Linked DNA regions of Astyanax mexicanus: region 1 is linked to region 2. The links are chromatin contacts, called in public Hi-C maps. All regions are on one chromosome and are shown on one strand. Each heading gives the region's core, a stretch centred on a gene start, on an enhancer-like site or on the middle of the called end of the contact. The rest is flanking DNA. Distances are from core to core; before and after follow the strand shown.

Region 1 (6,267 bases), core at 111-2,610, 71 kb before region 2:
CCTTCAAAAACTGCTGATAATGAATGGAAGATAGCAGTGGGCAGGTTAACATTAGCTCAAGCTAATGAAGTCCTATTAGCATTTATTCACCATTAGCCCAGCTTTCCTTTTCCTAGTTCACTGTTTCGTCTCTTGTCCTTTCTTCTGATCTTCTTTGCTGGCTCTGGATTTAGCCAGTATGCCGTGTGAACATTCCTCCTTTACCACACCTTGGTAATTATATTAAAATTGCTGCTCCCTGGCCTCGGGCAGTGCTTGACAAAACACATTATTAGCCTTATACTCTTCCCCAACTGCCCCAAGATGGAGCATCAAACTCGATGTACCTTCCACACCCAGGTCTACCTGCCCATGTGCCTCCAGAAGTTCTTAGATATATAGTGAACAAAGGATCTAAGACAGTCGACATGTACCAGCAGGTAAACTGAGGGCTGGTACACAAATCAAATCAAAGCCTGTTACTGTCCTGTGTCATCTACTGTAGGTCTTTATTCAGACATCCAGAGCAATGCTGAGGACTCCTCTGGTGGGCACTCAATTCTGGGGCCACTGCTGTGAGGATTTGACCCTTTGATTCACTCTTGGCATTAATAAAGGAGCCAATAGGTCCTATTCTATTGGCAGTAGTTCTATACAGGGACTAAACAAGCTGAGTGTGTATTTGCACGTGTATTTCTGCAATAGAGAAGTGCTTTCATTTGAAGGGGTGTCCACCAGGGACAGGCAATATGTCCCAAAATAATTATTATAATAATTAATTTCATGAAAATACTACTGCAACAAAAAAAAATCTTGTTTTATGTATGATAAATATACGTTTCATACATTCAGTAAAAACAAAAGAAAAACCTATTTAATAAACAGTAACTTAAAAATACCTAGATTTTCTATAAAATAGTTTTTTAAAATTCTAGTATGCATACAAGACTACAAACTCTTATAGCATATCAACAGTGGACCTACATATGTTTCTCCACATACAGATGCTTTCAGGCTGTTGTTTGTCCATCAGTCAGCTGAGACTGCTTCAATAAGGTCAGCAACAACACCGCCTCATAAAGGACCAGTAACTTCTCAGATTCAAACCATAACATCTGGGCAAAGGGGGCGGGTACACCAGAAATGAGCCAATCATGCTGATTATCGATTTGTTTTGTTCAAACTTTGCTCTCTCATTGGCTGTTCATGTGCCCTTCTTTAAGATGTGATTGGTTCTTCAGGCTTTTATTGACTGATTGCCCTACAGCCATTCCCACGGGGATGAACTTTGACCCAGCCACGGTCTAGACGACCCAAACACACACCCTCTTGTTTGTGAATGTGTTTGTGTGAATGAAAGCGAGAGGCAGGGTGAGTGCGAGTGCGAGTGGACCTGACCGTACAGACACACACACTGACAATGGACATCAGTGACGCTCCATTAGCCACAGTGTTCCCTTGGGAAACCTTGGTTAAAAAGATGCAAGGGTTCATATGAGGGCGGGGCAGATTTCCCGGGAAAAATGGGGGTGGGGGACTCTAGTGCATGCGGGTGTTTGAGAGAGAGAATGGTCAAGAGTGATGTAGAGAAAGTAGAGAATAGGAAAGAGTTCTGCTGCAACGAGGGGGTGGGGAGGGGGTGTATTGTGAGGCACATTGACCACGTCCATCACAGACAGAAAGGAGATGGAGGACGTCTACTACAAGGGATTTAGAAGAACACAAAAACACGCACGCGCACACACACACACACACACACACACACACACACACACACACACACACACACACACTTCAGATGTTCACAGGCAGCCTGGGAACTGGCATGGTCTGGAAATCTGGCGTACAATATGGAGAAAAAAAATTGATACAGTTGATCATTGATAATTGATAATTGAATGTCCTGAAGTTCATAAATTAAGATCCTATATTAGTTTAAGACACAAAACAGTCAAAACCCTAACCCACTCACACCCTGCAAAGGCCAATGGCCATGCCTGTAAGCATTGTGGCTGTAAGAATTGTGGTTGTTAGCATTGTGCAAATCCACCCACACCCAGCAAAGGCCAACAGCCGTGTCTGTTAGCATGATGGCTGTTAGCATGATGGCTGTTAGCATCGTGGCTGTTAGCATGATGGCTGTTAGCATGATGGCTGTTAGCATGATGGCTGTTAGCATGATGGCTCATCTTCAATGTGTTGTAAAATGTTTGACAACTTAGATTATAATTATGATTAAATGTGAAATTTAAAATATTATTTATTGTACTGCTCTAGTCTGGAGTTAAATAAAGATAGAAAACAAGAGACTAAGTACTGTGACGATCTAAAAGAATAAAAGGAAGGACGGATAAAAGAATAGAGAGATGGAAGGAAGGAAGGAACTCAGCAGATTAATCATGTTAAGTTGCAGAGCCTTACAGCAAAATAAGAGTGTGTGTGTGTGTGTGTATGTGTGTGTGTGTGAGAACAGGAAATGGCCAAGGGTCACTTTACTGGAGTTTACATTTTAGTTTTTTTCCTTCTTCTTCTGTGGGCTAGACATGTCCAGACAAGTCTCCTCACTATGAGGGAAGAATATCAGCCTTAATATTACTCCTCCCTCCATCACCCCTCAAACCTGCAGAGCTACACCACATCTCCTTATCTTCATTCTACACTCCTTTATTCTGTAGTGCTACTGAATTATTAGCATAACAAAAAAGAAACCCTTTAATTAAAACAAGCCAACGCTCTCCTATCAGCCTTAAATCACACTCCACTCATCTTTATTGATGAGTTATCTTTATTAAGAACTGATTCTGAACAGTACAGCTCATTAAGTATGCACACACAGGGATGGTGGGAAATTGGGTTCTGCCCCCTACCTATAAATCCACTAATTAGCATAGCAATGCTAGGCCCCTCCCGTATTGGGCCTATACAAGGCTTTCATATGCAAAAAACAGCCAATCAAGAGGCCCTGCCATTCATTGTTTTTGACATGCAGCTTAGATGGGGTTATGAGAAACCTGTTCTGTAAAAAACAGAGAGAGGGGGCATGTGGAGAAGTGTATGTGTGTGTGTGCTGACTGGCCACTTCATTAAAACCACCCCATGTTTTTACATTTACAGTAACTTATTTGATTAGATCCATCAGATCCATTTACAGACTATAGATATCATGTGAGAAATTTTCAGGGCCTTTTTTAGGTCTAAAACACATAAAAATATGTGTTAAAAATATTTGTCTCAGTTTATCTATAAAATCTCTATATACTGCTATGCTTGTGTCATTAATAAAACCTGAAAAAAATCCCATATACAATACATACTCTGAATAAACGCAGGGCTATAATAGGATTTCTTAGGATGTTCTTTTTAACCGTAACTACTAATAATCACATATTCAATTACCACCTCAAGTCAAATTATGTAAACTTTAGTGTTTGTAATGACTGGATTTATTACTCCATGAAAAGCTAACTAAAGCCCTATCTGGACAGGATTAGTTTTTCGCGGGGTCTTTGGGTCATTTTCTCTTTTACGGGGGTCCTCTGTGATTTTATTCCCATCCAGAACGACCATGTATGTGTTTTTCTCAGACGTCCTCGAACGAACTCGTGGTCCTCCGGTAATTCTATTTCCATTGGGAGTGACATCTCGTTTCGTCTCCTCGCGTTTATTAAAATAGCTATTTATCCACTGCCGTGCACCATAATTACATTTAGGAGCTCATTTCTATGCAGATCCATGTAAACACAACAGCAAGTGGAAATGGATGAGCTCCTGAACGCAAAGTCATTTGACCGAGAAAACCAATATTAAGCAGAAAGACAAGAAAGCAGTAAGATTACAGGACTTTACACACATCACTTTTAGTACTAAGTCCTCATAGGAAAGTTTATATATTTATTTGACAGCCATCTTTGCAACGCTACCGAGCAGTCGCTTTGAGTCACACAAAACCAGAACACTCATTCATATTTAAACCAGTGACTGGTCTCCTCATTACTAACATTTATTCTGGATTTACACAGTTCTCCCAATCGTTACAGGTCAGTGGAGCATCACATATCTGTACTTGTAAGGTTTAAAATATATATATATATATATATATATATATATATATATATATGTTAATCTTTAAAGGTCACCTTCCGCGAAAATCCGATTTTTCTTGTTTTTTGTGGAATACAGTAGGTCTCTCCGAGTTGAATGTGTACACCTGCACATTAAACTGTTTTGCAGCCCCCATTGTCTGCAGGAGCTAAGCAAAGAAATCCCCCCTCCCCCCCTCCGAAAAACGGGTGAATTTTGAATTATCTTTCTGCCTACGTAGGCAGAAACTCACAGACCAGCCCACCTTGGCTCGAGAAACTCCCAGAGGCGGAGCTGAAGCGACGCAACATCACCGCTCATCAGTTAGGAGGTGGGAGGCAGTGAGCGGCAGAGCGGTGGAGGGACGTCGCAGTGCTCCTAGCCAATCAGAGGAGAGATATTTGCATGCTGTTTGCATGTATGAATATTCATGAGCAAAGCTGGAATCCGGTCATTTTGGACACACCCCTAAAACAGTCCATTAAAAAAGAGCTATACAGAGACACCTGAGCACTTTTTTTTTTTACAAAAACGGCTCACATGTCATTCATTCATACTAGAGACCACAACTAGACATTTTAGGAAGGTGAGCTTTAAAGAAAACATATATAATGATTTTCCCATGCTTCAGAAGTCTATGTATAATCTTGAAATATTTCTTATTTGCACTGTGTGCTGTTAACTCGCTCTAGGCTACTACTATAAATCCTACAGGAGTCCCAACTCAAATTAGTTTATGGAAAGGAAGCTTCAGCTTTAACAGGCACAGCCTGCCACTGCTAGATACGGCCAACATGTGCTTATTCAAAATAAGCTAACCTATAGACTCCTTCCAGCCTAGATAAGAGTGTAGAGCTGTGTGTGTGTAGGTGTTAGTGTGTGTGTGTAGGCCTTAGGTTCTCAACCTTCATCCCTAAATGGACACTTCCTTCCTAATGTGATCTCACACTTCAGACATCTTATCAGCCTGCCCAACTGATAAGACACAGCACTCCAGTATAGCACCACACACACACACACACACACACAGGTTAACAACAGGAGCCACTGTGGCTCCAGGGTCCAAAGCAATATTACATTCTGTGGCCCCATCTTAGGAGGCGGTTGTTATGGCAACAGCATTCGAAGAGTGTGACTGCGTATTGAGATAACATCCTGCCACCATTTATCAAAGGGAATTAGCCTTTAACACAGTTATTACTTTTGATAAAACATGTTAAAGAAAGACAGGCTTGCAGGTTTGATAAATGCAAATAAATAAATATAGAAAAATATACCAAATGCTCCTGATCCGATCCTTGTTGTTGTATCATTCTAGCTGGGTAGGACATAAACATCTTACGTAGTATCTGTGGTTCTAGTATTTGGATTTCAAGTTTTTTCAGATGCTTTACCTTCAGACGTTTTTCTACGCCACCAAACCACTCAATTTCACTGCCAGCTCACAGAACAAAGCCTAGAACTACAAATCTCCTACGGAAAAACTCATTTGTTCTTTCTGCTGTGAATATTCTGATTGACATAATACACAGCTCCCCTACATAGTATGTGTGTGTTTTTTCATCATTTGTATTTATTTATTTGTTTTATTTGCTTAAATTTAATGGACAATAAAGGTGTATCTTATTTTATCTTAGGTAGAGTTAGCAGACTTTGTTGAGATTGCGCACTTTTCTACTGTGCAGCATCACAAATATTCCCATCATAGGTGTGCTATAATGAAGAGCCCGGTTTTAAGTAGTAAAAGCAGGGCTATATATATTTTTTTCCACTGAATATCCTTTTTAGCCCACTATCTAATCTTAATCTGCCGCCGGATACCCAGCCCTCCATGTTTACATGTGAGCACAGTCATATCCTTTACCATATGGTCTCTTGCTGACGCTTCTTGATTGTGGATTAACTCTCGTCTACTTACCCGCTCATCCCATGTAATATAAACAATCTATATATGAAAGTTAGTAGAAAAATAAATAAATCTATTGGTATAATAAGGAGGGTTAATCATCTGGTTAACTGTCTTTTTACTCTGTATTATAGCCTAATTTATCATTATCTCTTATACTTTAATATAGTTTAGGGGAGTATATTTTATTCTATTCTTGGTAAATTTAGTACATTTCTTGTTTTTCAGACAATTGGTTTATATTGAAACATGATCAAATTTATGTATTTATGTATTTGCCATCTGCTCCTCTATTTTACAAA
Region 2 (6,274 bases), core at 1,607-4,106:
AAAAACATTAAAAGCACAAAGAAAGTCTCCTTATTAAAAGAAAGGGCCAACACCAAGCAAAACTGACCAAACTCATTAAAAACTGTGTATTCCTACAGCTCTGCACATTCAAACAAAAAACAACAGCTGCAGCAGCGGCTGGTCCTTCTCCTGCATTCTTGACCTAATCTCATACTATCAGGAATCACAAGGCAAACATCTATCTGAAAATAAAAGAGCCGTTCTGACCTCAATCATCTTTCTTTCATTTTAGGCATTACAAGGCAAACACTGAAAAGAAAAATGATGGAAGATTATATAGTATTCCGATTTATGCAGCAGGAAAAATAGCTTATTGTCTTAAATAAGTGACAAGTGATAAGGTTTCTTCTGTTCAGGATTGGTATAAAATTTTAATTGAGTGTGTACAGCTATGGAGTTTGTGACTCATATCCTTATATACTAAACACCTGATTTATTTAATGGAATCTGATCATCCTATCTTCAGTTTGTCAATTATCAGGATTGTATCTATTTTCATAGATTTTTCTTACATTATTATTTGTTTCTGAGTGTGTAACATAAGTAATATTCTATGGTGGATATCATTTGTTTATGTAAACTTGCTTGTTGCTACTTTTTTGACAATGCAAGTTAAAAAAAAAGCCATTTATAAAAAATAAAACAGCTATTCTCCAGCAGTGACAAAGAGGATATGATGAAAATTCCCAACCATCTACAGACTACAGAGCTGCGGTTCATCTGCAGCTCTGCTCGGGGGAGACTCATCTCATCTGCATTCCCATCATGCCTGTGTGGGTCGTAACTCGTTCAGCTCGCTCGTCACCCTTTCCAGGCGGGAAAAAACGAGCTCTTTCCGCAAATAGAAACAAATTCAAACCCAGCCCGCCATTTTCAACCACAGGACATGAACACACACAAATCACACACTCCTCCTTCAAAAACTCAACTCTACATTTCTCCATTTAATCAATAAATGACTACTTTGTCTTTATAAACTGCGAGACAAGCTTAAACAGATTCCCAGACAAGTCTAAACACTGCAAGGAGTAAGTGAGTGAGTGGGTGATGGCTAGATATTGGACTTAGATCATTGATCACCACAGCAAATTTAGTCTCATAATCCAACATCTGACCCATTTTTATGCCTTAGAAAATTTTCACAGATATTCAACAATCTGCACAACAGCCAGACTCTAATTAAAGCACTACAGCAAGCCAGGAGACATGAAGGAACAGGGACTGAGAGCCTATAGAGGCCTCAAAGCTTTAAAGAGCTTCAATAATGAAAGTCCTGCTTCTGAACTTTAACACCACTGTGACCATTTATATTAGGAAGCAGTAAGATCAAGCTGAGATCAAGGCTGCTGGTATGCTTTGTGTTCTCATACACTTTGAATTTGACCTTGTGATGTCACAAAGCGTACCTTAAGAGAGGGACCAGCCAGTCCAGCCAGGTTTAGATTTTTTGGGTTTTATGTTGTTGATGCCCAGATTAACATACTAAACCTATAAATATAACTAAACCTGTACATATAGGTACTAAAATGAATCAGGTGGGTCAAGGTGAGTTGGAAAATCAGCAAAATCAGTACTGTAATAATCCCCCAGGTATTGAACCACGACTACATACATACATACATATGTAATCTATTGTATATTATTAAAAAAGTATAGTTATATATATATATATATATATATATATATATATATATATATATATATATATGTAACTACACTTAAAAAAATAAATATATATATATATATATATATATATATATATAAAACACTATACTTTTTTACTTTGTTGCTCTTTAAAAAGGGTGTAAATGCATTATTATGCTGTTAGATTATCAATATACCAATGGCATAAACAGTGGTTATTACAGGCCATTATTATTATTATTATTATTAATATTAACTATTGACTTTTTTCTTAATAAAATGTATGATCAGGATTGTAAATGTGAATATTAATCATTCTCAATGGAAAAAAAACATTCAAAAATTTGCTGCACATTTCAACAGGCACTACAAATAGGAAAACATCTATAAAATAAATTATCTATAAATCACTATTATTAATGAAAACCTTATTGCTTTACATTGATCATGTAATACATTGGATAAAATGCTCTATTAGAGTATGGTATGTTTTAAAATCGTAATTACTAGTACATTATCGATTACATTATCGATTTATCAAACCATATATGGTCCTGACTTACACATATTGTCTTTTTGATTTTATAAACAAGGACTGAATAAAATAAAATAAAAAACCCCGCATCACGCGCCCCTTTAATATCCGTTAACGGCCGTTACCTCCCGGAGCTGCTCGAGCTCCTGCCGCACGGCCTCGTATTCGGCCTCCAGCTCGTCGAACTGCTGCTTGAGCGCCTGTTTCTCCTCCAGCACGGCCAGCCCGTACTCCGCAGCCTGGATCTTCTCCCGGGTCGTCTCGCTCAGCTCCCGGGACAGGCGCTCCAGCTCGCTTACGAGCCACTCGGCTCCGGGCTCGACCCCAAGCGGCTCCTCCGCGGACATGCTGCCGGAGGGAGATGATGGAGAGCCGGGGGTGAGACAGGGGGAGAAGGGTGGGGGGCTCCGTGTACACAGACCGGAGGAGAGGAGGGATCACCGGACAGCCGCCGTGTGTTAACCGGCGAGCGGCGGCGTCAGTCAGCGTTACAGTGTTCTGGGTCGGAGCATGGCTGTGTGGCAGAGTGGTCTGTCAGCAGGTCGGGGTTTGTGGCCGCGGAGCGCCGGTTCAGTGCTGCTCCATGGTCGCGCTGCGCTCCGCCTCTCCGCTCCGCTCCGGGACCGGGAATGAGCCGCCAGGAGCCGCCAGCCGCACAAGCAGCAGCGCCCAGCCCGGACTCCCACGGCGAGACCGCGGGATTGTGGGAGATGTAGTTTTTTGTAATACAGGCAGCGTGCAGACTAGGGTGACAAGAACTCACTTCCCATGAGGCAGCACGGATTTGTGGGAGTTGTAGTTTCGTGTAAAGAGAGGCAGCGCGCAAACAAGGGCGAGAAGGACTTACTTCCCATGATGCACCGCGGGATTGTGTATACGGATGCCGGGCACGCTGCCCTCAAACGGCTGCAGGGAGTGACGTGGAGACGCCTGAGACAGAGCGCGAGAACAGCGACACGGTTCGGTAAAAAGCTGTCACTACACCCAGCGTATGTATATATTACAATATCCCAAAGTATTGGACATTGTTCCATCTTTAATCCATCAACTAATCTTTATTTTCACTCTGTAATACATTGTGTAACCCCTTTTAATGCTCTCAAGCATTTACAACTTTAAGGGACTATAAAAATAATAATTAAAAGCCAAAATAAGGAACTTTGTAAACAAATCAGCAATTGGTAAAAAACATTAGAAAAACAAAAAAACAATAAAAGATTTATATAGGAGAAAAAAAAAATAGAATAAAAGTACAAGTGGACAGGCTAAAATGTAAAGGTAAAAGAGAAGATAAAATAAATAAAACAATGAAATCAATAAAATAAAAAGGTAAGGGGGCACACGTTAAACAAAAATAAAATAAATAAAATAACAAATTACCGTACATAAAGAAAATAAATAAAAAGTTAAAAGAAAAAACCCAACTAAAAAAACTTTTGAGTGTCCTGTAGTGAATTTCAGAATTCTGTTCTATTGGCAGTATATCTCTACGTAACCTAGACAAGCTGTGTGTGTACATTTGCAGATTTGTGTCAGCAGTCAGTGCATGCAGCTGAATGCAGTCATTAAAAGGGAAGTTTAAAAACATTTGCTATAAATGGAAATATGGAGTAGTGTGAGTAATAGGTTTTTTGTGTGTTTTGGTGTTCTGCTGTTAATACAGTGTTTTAACTGCTGCACCTGTCTGTGTTTCTGTCAGGACCCCTGTGGGGGGTGGCCTGCCTGTCTGTTTGCTACATTTAGCTCTGTGTTTAATCACTTGTCTCAAACTATATGGGTGGTCTGTCATGAAATGTCATGAAAGTATATTTTGTCTCTTTTATAAACAACAGTAACTTTCTCATACAAAATGTAAAAGTAATGTAACATAAAGATAATGTACTTTAACAAAAACAAACATTTACAATTACATGAAACAAAAAATGTACTAAATGTAAAGTCAAAATGCTATCAAAATATCATGTTATCAGTTTGTTTGTTTGTTTTTGCATAAACAAATCCTAAAAAATACTATAGGGCATATTCTTTTGTGAACTTGTGTTCTCTTTTAGTGCAGCTTTTTTTTTCAGATTATTTATAAAGTTTGCATCTATATTTGCATGGACTGTGCACTAGAGTTTGTGACTGGAGAAACCGAGAAACCAGTGTCTGGGAATGGTCTCCTGCAGTCACTAGAAGAATAGGCTTGTTCGACACGGCGATGAGCAGAGATGAGCTGCGCGAGCTGAAAGACAACTTGAGGACAGAGCTCAATCCCTATTGGCTAAACCCCCCCTTTACACATGTGGTGCTGTTTCTGTTCATTCTAAAATATAAACAGATAATATACATTTCTCTTCAACTAAATAATATATATTATAATGATACTTTTGATTTAAAAAGAAACAACAAATGAGTAGGTGTCCTGATACTTTTGTCCATATTGGGTAAATGTTTAGGTTAATCAAGCCGTTATCATATTAAGTGTCCAGGGGTATGCATTAAACTTTATTTTTTGAACTAGCTTAACATAGAAGTTATTTTTTTCACAATTTTGTGATATTACAAGCCAAAGACATTGATCGGATGATTGTTAAAATGGTTTCGATGTGTTTATTTTTAAATGTATATTAGGGCTGCAACTGAATACTTTCCCTGAATATGCTGAACACAATTTAAACATGCTGCTCTCATGCTGTTGTAATTATTTTTTATATAGTTTTACCCTTGGTTATTTCTTATGTCGATGTAGGCTGTAGGGCATAATCCCAGTGCAGACGAAGGGGATTAGAACCCAGTAGGTGGCGCCAGCGCAGAGTAATAAACCAACGCGAATATATTGAGCTCCCTCGAGACCCGTAGTGTGCCGGCATTTTTGAGAAGCGTGCTCAGGACGCCAAGTTAGTCTGGAGCTGCTGAGGTAGTCTGGATTTTCCGACTTTCCCTTGCTCGTGGTGTGTGTGTGAGAGACTGTGTGCACGCAGGAGAAACGATATGTGAACTCTTTTAGTGCTTTATTTATTGTGAGTGTACCTGAGTAGCTCAGACTGTAGTACATAGGCTCAATGAGCTGTTTGTTTATCTTGTAGCTGGATGCAGTGCTGGGAGTTTGTTCTGCTTATACTGCCAGTAATATTGGAGAGAGGAGTGGAGTTACAGGTAATTATGACTTCTGGTTGGATAATGCCTGAAGAGTGTGGGGCTGCAGTTTTTATATTTTAGTGGTTCAGTACTGTTTACCTCAACTGTTATTAGGCTAGCTGTATTTTAATTAATATTATTATGTTTAGTTATTTAAGGAGACTGAGGCCAGTGGAAGAGCGTGTAGAGGCATTTGCAGACATAATTACTGAGCAAACTACAAGGAGGCAATGTGTACATTGGTGCTTTTTGTAAACTGGTGGGGCTCATCATTAGCCTAACATGGCTATTGAGCTGTTTAGGCTAATGGGGATTTGGGGTTATGTGTATTAGTATTAATATAAATGTTTGTCTCTTTATAGGAATGTCTGGAGACAACCATATGGTGTAGCCACTGTTTTTCCCATATCTGTTTATGCTTTAATTTTATTTTTCTTTGATATTTCAGACTCTAAAGGGTATCTTGGTCTTATATAAGAAGGTTCTGCTCCTTGTAATGCTAATGGGTTATTAATGATCATTTTTAATTAGTTGAGTACAGTTTAATATTTACAACTATCTATTTAGACCTTTTTTAATATTTGGAGTATATTTTATTGATATAAGGTACTTATAACTCTTGGGCACTGCCTGTTAGGTGGGCTATTCCCTTAAATATTTTTTCTACTTTTGCATTTTATAATAAATTCTACATATTTTGTAAACTATGTTCAATACCCCTTGATATTTTATTCTATATTGACCCCTCTATTCAGCTGAGTTCAAACTGTGGTTGTTTGGGTGGGTGGCTTAGCTTAATTCTAGGCCCATTTGTGTGTGGTGTTTTGGGTGACTTAAAACCTTTTTTTTACTTTTGATATTTTTAAGTGGAAAATAGATATCTGGTGTGTGGGTCCAAGTCAAATGGCACATTGATTGCAGTGATATTGTGTATATTGGGCTAGGGGCTATTGC

What was found. A called contact is a pair of places that touch in the nucleus more often than the background predicts.
Region 1: a Hi-C map of muscle shows a contact between it and region 2, with 9 times the contacts expected there. The contact joins the enhancer-like site here to the promoter of zgc:171572 in region 2. A contact is called at or near these places in 2 of 3 Hi-C or Micro-C datasets (both in muscle).

Annotation. Positions count from the first base shown.
Region 1 is chr12:12,746,929-12,753,195 of AstMex3_surface, reverse strand. All of the region lies in intron 8 of zgc:171572 (protein bicaudal D homolog 2), which reads right to left. Among protein-coding and RNA genes, the nearest start is that of fgd, 23 kb to the left of the region's middle. Within about 2 kb of position 1,360, the one cell type or tissue checked has an H3K27ac peak away from gene starts, as active enhancers do.
Region 2 is chr12:12,676,990-12,683,263 of AstMex3_surface, reverse strand. zgc:171572 (protein bicaudal D homolog 2) reads right to left here and starts at 2,856. Exons shown (of 10, transcript XM_007237045.4): 1 at 2,326-2,856. The coding sequence starts at 2,547. LOC111192739 (a long non-coding RNA gene) reads left to right here and starts at 4,876. Exons shown (of 3, transcript XR_002650119.2): 1 at 4,876-5,099; 2 at 5,269-5,338; 3 at 5,470-5,544.